2 separate regions of the Mus musculus genome follow, and region 2 is linked to region 1. A link is a contact called in public Hi-C data. All regions are on one chromosome and are shown on one strand. The core of a region is the stretch at or near the end of the contact, and the rest is flanking DNA. Distances in the headings are between cores, read along the strand shown. Region 1 overlaps Jak1 (Janus kinase 1). Region 2 overlaps Pde4b (phosphodiesterase 4B, cAMP specific).

What was found. Hi-C and Micro-C count contacts between places; a contact is called where the count stands out from the background.
Region 2: a Hi-C map of CD8 T cells shows a contact between it and region 1, with 4 times the contacts expected there. The contact joins two enhancer-like sites. A contact is called at or near these places in 3 of 484 Hi-C or Micro-C datasets (CD4 T cells, CD8 T cells and regulatory T cells) and 2 of 115 datasets of contacts at active chromatin or transcription factors (double positive thymocytes and thymic regulatory T cells).

What each region holds. Positions count from the first base shown.
Region 1 is chr4:101,166,593-101,169,897 of GRCm38.p6, reverse strand. Jak1 (Janus kinase 1) reads left to right here. Exons shown (of 25, transcript NM_146145.2): 12 at 3,249-3,305. Among named protein-coding and RNA genes, the nearest start is that of Gm24468, 19 kb to the left of the region's middle. Within about 2 kb of position 1,512, at least 66 of the 459 cell types and tissues checked have an H3K27ac peak or open chromatin away from gene starts, as enhancers often do. A contact at or near this core is called in CD8 T cells and regulatory T cells, where this site is marked.
Region 2 is chr4:102,516,259-102,519,563 of GRCm38.p6, reverse strand. All of the region lies in intron 5 of Pde4b (phosphodiesterase 4B, cAMP specific), which reads right to left. Among named protein-coding and RNA genes, the nearest start is that of Gm52668, 2.4 kb to the right of the region's middle. Within about 2 kb of position 1,548, at least 24 of the 459 cell types and tissues checked have an H3K27ac peak or open chromatin away from gene starts, as enhancers often do. A contact at or near this core is called in CD8 T cells and regulatory T cells, where this site is marked.

The DNA of each region.
Region 1 (3,305 bases), core at 263-2,762:
GCCTCAGAGTAACTGCAGCCTTTGTTTTCATGCTAGCCAGTGTGCCACAAAGGGCGAAAACACACCTGCCTCTTGGCCATGAAACCTCAGAGCTCCTTAGGGCTTTAAAGCCCAATGGTCTTATTTTTTACATGACCTCCCTTCTGGTGTTAAAAGAAGATCTAACTTCCCTAGGGATCATGGTCCCCGGGAGAAGACAGCATCCACGGAATTGAGAAGGCCAGGGGCTAGGATGTGCTTTACTTGAAGGTTGCTGATACAGACCTCTGATGTAGCTACCACCTCTAACAGCAGAGACTGGAAGCCAGTAGCTTTGGAGGGAAGAGTGGGGGAACAGCGTTGAATACTTGGGTGGCTTTTCCCGAGGCTCTTCTGAAACGGAGCACTGAGAGTGCCTTCTGTCTACTTTTCTCACTTGCTTTAGAACTCTGAAGGTCTGAGTTTTCACTCACTGCTCTGTGATTCATGGGAAGCCTAGAATGCACACCAGATCTTGTGCAGGACTGTCCCATTGGGTGATAATATTTGAGCAGCTTCCACTGTAGCAGTACCTACTACTTTCAAAGTAGTGTAGTGACTATCTTATTGTTTATTGTTTTTTTTTTTTCCACATAGGAAGTTGGTTTCAGGGATATTCAGTGAATTGCTCAAGGCTTCACAGCTGATGGCATCAGCAGTAGTATAGTAGTGACAGTGAATAATAACAATGGCTACTGACATCTTAGTGAGTGTTTGGTCTGCCTGTTTGAAGGCCTTCCATGTTGTAGACCATTTAATTATCAGAAGAATTCAGGATGCTTGGCCAAGACTCCAAGTGAACAAAGATTGGAGATTTGAACACCCTGTCTGACCTGAATACACTGATATGTCCTCCCCATTCCATCTTCATATGCTTTGCATAGGAATAGGTACTGTGGTCAGCTATCTCTGGGACACAGGGTATCTCATCTGAGGGGAGGGAGAGAAAGCTGAGGAGCCCAGTGTGGATCGTCCTCGTATTAGTTCTCAGAACCTGCAAATTAGAGAAGAGCTAAAATCAGGAATGTGTAACACAAAGAGTGTCGTTACAGGTTGCTCAATTTCTCTGCACTTGTAACTAGGGTTCCCAGAGCCAGATACTCTGATCTAGGTTTTACACTGCAGTATACATCGCTTTGTGGAATAGAGAAAAGGCAGGGAAAAGCCAGGAAGCCAGACAGAAGCATATGATAGATAAGTAAGCCCTTGGTCAGGCCCAGCACTCAGGCCCACACACCACTGAACATGTGTCAGTACCTATTCCCTGGGGCCTCCTCAGGATGGGCAGGTGTGATGCTGATTTCCACTTAGTTGCTCCTTGTAGAAGATGTCTGCATTCTGATGCACAAGGCTGGAACGCTCTGGTGGAAGACTAAGGTGGTGGTTGATCATGACGACAGTGGCTGCCAGTAGTGAAGCCTTTACTGCATACTAAAGAAAGCTCTTCTGGGCATGGTCTCATCTGTTTCACTTAGCAACCTGAGGAGGGCACAGCTTTCTTGAACGAAACATCCTTATGATGGTGAAATGGCTCCCTCTCTCACAGGTCAAGTGTAGTGCAGGTCCCCACACAGATAACCAAGCCTGAGCCACTCTAGACTCATCCTACTCTCTGATTCCCAGATGGTCGGCCACCAGCCTCTGTCTGCCCTCGTGCCACCAGTCAAATAGCCTCATTGTATTTGACTCCTTTCCCTCCTCAAGATGGCTGTACAGAGCCTTTTTATTTAAATTGTATTTTCCCAGGCTAGCATCAAAAGAGAACCGTGCAAGGAATGGGCTCAGAAAAAAGGAGCACCCAGATGACTGAAGCCAGTTTCTGGTACTTAGATTTGTACCCCAGGAAAGTCAGACTAGAGCTGTGCCTGGATGCTCTGTGAAGCCTTCCTCTCTGGCTTAGCAAGCTCTGTGGTTAGGTTGCTGAGTCTCTTTGAGCCTTTGTTCTGATCTAGAGTACAGATAAGGATGTTGACAATTCCTGTCTCTTGAGCTTAGGCAGAGGAGTTAACAGTTTCTTATAGAACTGTACCCAGCATAGAGAAAACAGAACATATGAATGTAAACAAAAAAAAGACCATATGAATGAAAACAGAACAAAAGAAGATTTGAGGGGCCCTTATTGTACTCATGTAACCAGTGTTGTAACCTATTGCTTAGCAGTTTATTTACACTAGTCTGTGTGTGGGTTCTGTGAACTGTGCCTTGGAATTTCTACAGAGTTTTGGGAACTTTCTTATCAGAATCCAAGAATTAGAACTCCCATGTGAGAACTCATTGTCATCCCGTGCAAGAAAGTGGAACAGGGAGATCATCTGTGAGTTGTCACTTCCCCAGTGGTACTGGTCCAGCTAAAGGAAGTACACGGTGTGTTCAGGGACTATGTCAGGTCTACCTGATTCCCAGAGGATTCTGTACTATGTCTGAATTTGGAAGGCAGCTTACAAAGGATAAATTCCTTAGATCCTATGTAACCCAGGCCTGGCAGACCTGGTCATGCATTGTGTTTGCTGTTTATCTTAGTAAAGTTTGGGAAATGGCCTACTCCTAAGCCACATGTGAGGTTCTAGCTTCATTAGCAAGATTTCTAGGATCCTATTCTAAGTTGCTTTTCCCTTTCATCTGCATATAGCTTGTACTTTCCTTTTTCACAGAGTTCCCTAGCCTCAAGGCATCTGTGTTCCTCATTCAGTTCACCCCTGGTGCTTCCTACATTTAACAAAGTCTTGTTGGGAACTGGGAAATAGAGTGCTTGCCTAGCATGCACGAGCCTGGTAACTTGTCGAGCATTCGTTATGTTCTAGGCTGTAGGCATAGAGCAGAACATGAAACAGACATGGTCCCCGGCTTCTTGAGACTGACTTTTGTCATTTGTTTTATTATTCTTTTGGAGACAGCCTAAGCTATTCTCCAACTCACTGTTTGCTCTCAGGTGCTGAGATTATAGGCATGTGCCATCATACCTGACCATTTCCCAAAGGAGCCTTCCCTCACCTCAGATCCTGCTGTGTGAACCCTGGCTAAATCATAGCTCTCCATGTGCTCTCTGACTCCTGTTGACTCTGTCATTAGCCTGTGAGCTCCTGGAGGGTATGAATTAAGCATTTACCCGATACAGACTTGTTCATGATGTAACTAGCAAACCCTTGTGTTGGGTAAGCCCCATGGCTCAGCACACAATGCTAGCCATGCCAGTGCAGAATGCTGCTTAAAATTCTCTGATCTTTTCACAGAAATCTCCAATCTGCTCGTAGCCACTAAGAAAGCCCAGGAGTGGCAGCCTGTCTACT
Region 2 (3,305 bases), core at 299-2,798, 1.3 Mb before region 1:
ATGCCAGATCTTTTAGAAAGAAACGACCCACGTTGAGAGTAGAAAAGAATTTAAGTGGATTTTCCGGAACCATTTTGTTGAAGTAAATAACCATAATTTGGGGGAGCTTTTCTGTTTGCACGAAAGAGTCTATCCAAAATCCTGAGGAGCAGAGCAAAGAGTGACCCCCCAAAGCACCCAGAAAGGGAACGTGACCCCCCCCCCCCCAAGGCACCCAGAAAGGGAACGGAAGAAGCATGGCTCCTGTAGCGGAAGATGACGTGGAAGTAAATGTTTTCAGGACTTGAGCAAAACAAGTCGCTTAAGACCTGAAGAAAAGGCAAGACCTGGGGGCAAAGAAACATGGTGAGCTGCTGACTCATTAAGCCACAGATAGCGCCCTCAGTTGTGTTTCTTCAGTAACATGCTGATGCAGCTCTTCACAAAAAGATACCTGGGAGTGCGATGGGGCCTATGCCTGTAGTCTCAGTACTGCAGAGATGGAAGGGACAGGAGTTCTGGGATAGCCTGGACTACATTACAAGACAAAAAAAAAAAAAAAGAAGATAGAAAGACAAGTGAGGTGAGGAAGAGAGGGAGGGTATGTGATAGTCTGTGCTGTCTTATGTGAATGCTCTGGCTGATGTTATCTTGACACTGGTCTGAAAGGCACATACTGCCCTGCGATGAGTTGTCCACCTCAGAAAACTCAAGCTGGGAACCGTTGTCAACACAGTCTGGTACGAGGATAGGAGCGATGTCTGGTGTTAGTGGGTTCTTCACAGTGTCAGGAGCATTCTGAGTGACAGAAAGATCACTTTGTGAGTCAGACTGGAATTCAATTTTCTGAATTCTGAAGAGAAGGTATAGACCTTTTGAACCCTACCTTGCTGATCTCAGCAATGCACATAAAGAGGACCTTCCAGGCACACTAATCTCCCTCAAGACATTCAAGGCAAATTAACTTTTTAAAGATAATGAATCTCAATTGAGTCTTTCAGTAATTGGTTCTGAGATCTAGGAAGTGGGTTTTTGTAAAGTTGAAACCCACAGGTTTCTCTTTTGATTGGCTGTGCAAGAAGAGTGGTTGGTGAGAACAGTAACATTTTTGTGACACTACAGTTAATGTACATACTGTCCAGGGGCATGCAAAGACAAAGCTTTGCACTTCTGGCCCTGCGCACACACACCCTGTCTGATTTCTAGAACAATGCCGTGAACTTGAAATTGAAGCAAGATGTCTGGTGCATGGAGACTTTCATTTTCCTTGACTTTAAACATCTTACCTCTAACAAGTAGGCATCATTCAAGCTGGGCTACTCTTTGAGACAGGTTATGTGCTTTGGTGGGCAGTTGTTGCCCACAATAAAACCGGCTTGAGGTGTCAACTTGGCAGGGCTGCGTGGTACCCTTTACTTAACCAGTAACCTGTAGCTAATTGCTTTGCAGCTATTTTGTCCCTAAGGGTGGCATCTACATTGAGAAACTGAAATTAAATAAGTCCCTGTCTGTGCAGTCTTTGTTGTGTAAACTTGAGAACAGGATCTGGGTCTAATTTGTGAAAACATCACTTCTTCTTTTCTATGAGATATTTTTTAAGTTAATATGTGTCCAACTGGACAGATGGGTGATAGGAGAAGGGAGGGCATGCCTGATTTCAGGTAAAATGAACTGAGAGCAGCTACCCACAGCAGGCAGCAGGAAACAGAAGCAGCAATCCGAACTGCTTGTTTTAGGAAGTCTATATAGAAGGTAGCTGGGAAGACTAGGGGTCCTAGGGGCAGGAGGTGAGAGAAGACAGCTGAACTCTCTTTGAGAGAGAGAGAAGGAAAAGAGAATAGTCGATCACAGAGGAAGAGACCTAATGTGTTGACAAAATTCTTCTGAGGAACCCTGGACAAAAAAGTAACAAACCAACTGAAGACACATTTGTGTACATGTTTGGCACTGACTACAGCAGGCACACATGGAGGAGTCACTGTCTGTCAAGGTGACTACACTGGGTAGCTGCATGCAGAAATGAAGATTTGTTTGGCAGTAAGTCACTGAATACCTAGAAGACTTGAGCTTACAAATGTGTGAAACGTCTTTTCCGGTCCAGAGTTCCCCATTTCCTTCCGGTGAGTGTTTACTTGGCCTGGCTATCTGTTAGGTTCTTCTGGGGTGTCCTTTCCTGACATGGAGGATAGGGAATACAGAGGTGTGGGCTTGTGTTGAGCATCTAGAGAAATAGTTATATAGCCAAAGAGAATAAAAAGGCTCGTCCATGCTGTTAGTAGATGGCAGTCTGGGCTATCATCACAAGCTTTTGAAACTAATTCTACCCCACAGACATTGCTTCAAGTTCCCCAAAGCTGTAACAGCTGGACAGTTGCCAAGTCCTGCAGGTCATTTGTTGCTGAGAGAAAACACTTCCTCATCTGAATGCACCCTAACTCAGAAAAGCCGTCTTTGGGGCCAGTGAGAAGGCTCAGCCAGCAAAGGTGCTTCCTGCCAAAGCTGCAGCCTGAGTTCTATCTCAGGTCTCCACAAGACGGAAAGAAAAGATCTTCTGCAAACTGCCTCAGTTTTATAAGTGAGCGTGCAAGTGGATACACACACACACACACATACACACACACCACAAGTACACACAATAATAAACAAACAAATAAACAAACAAATAAATAAGATAATTGTTTAAAAAAATGGGAGAGAAAAAAAAAACTGTACCACCAATTAGCATGCACTGAGTGCCTTTGCTCTAGCACTAAACCCTAAACACTAAACTGTTTAAATACAATTGACTAATTCTTCCCTTATGGTGATCCATTTCTCAGATGAGAAAATCAGACCCAGACGTGTTGAGTCACTCATTTGTAATCACAGAGCATGAAACAAGACAGGAAGAAAGAAGAACAGGAAGGCTAGCTCCAGATCCTGCTTCTTAATCCTGGGGGGTTGGGGGGGTAGGAGGGCTGGACTAACGATTATGGTGGAAGAAGTTCAGGTCCTGGGAACACATAAGCCCTGTTAATCATTCTGCCTTGGGGCTCAGACTTAAGGTTTGTGTTTCACGATTCAAACTATCTCATACCAGTCTCATTCTCAAAACCTTGCCAAGGCTCCCAAGTAAACTAATAATAAAGTTTACTTATCATTCACAACCAGAAAGTACCGGTGCCCTCCTGTCTGCCCAGCCTTTCCCACCTTGCTCCTCACTGGGGCTGCAGCCACTAGGGTTTATGGGTGAAGTTTCTTTGAGGTATTGGTTTCTTTCTCAATGACCATCCAACTAGTTTCTGTTCAGTCCTCAGGGCTCAAGTTCAAGGTCATTTATTGATAAA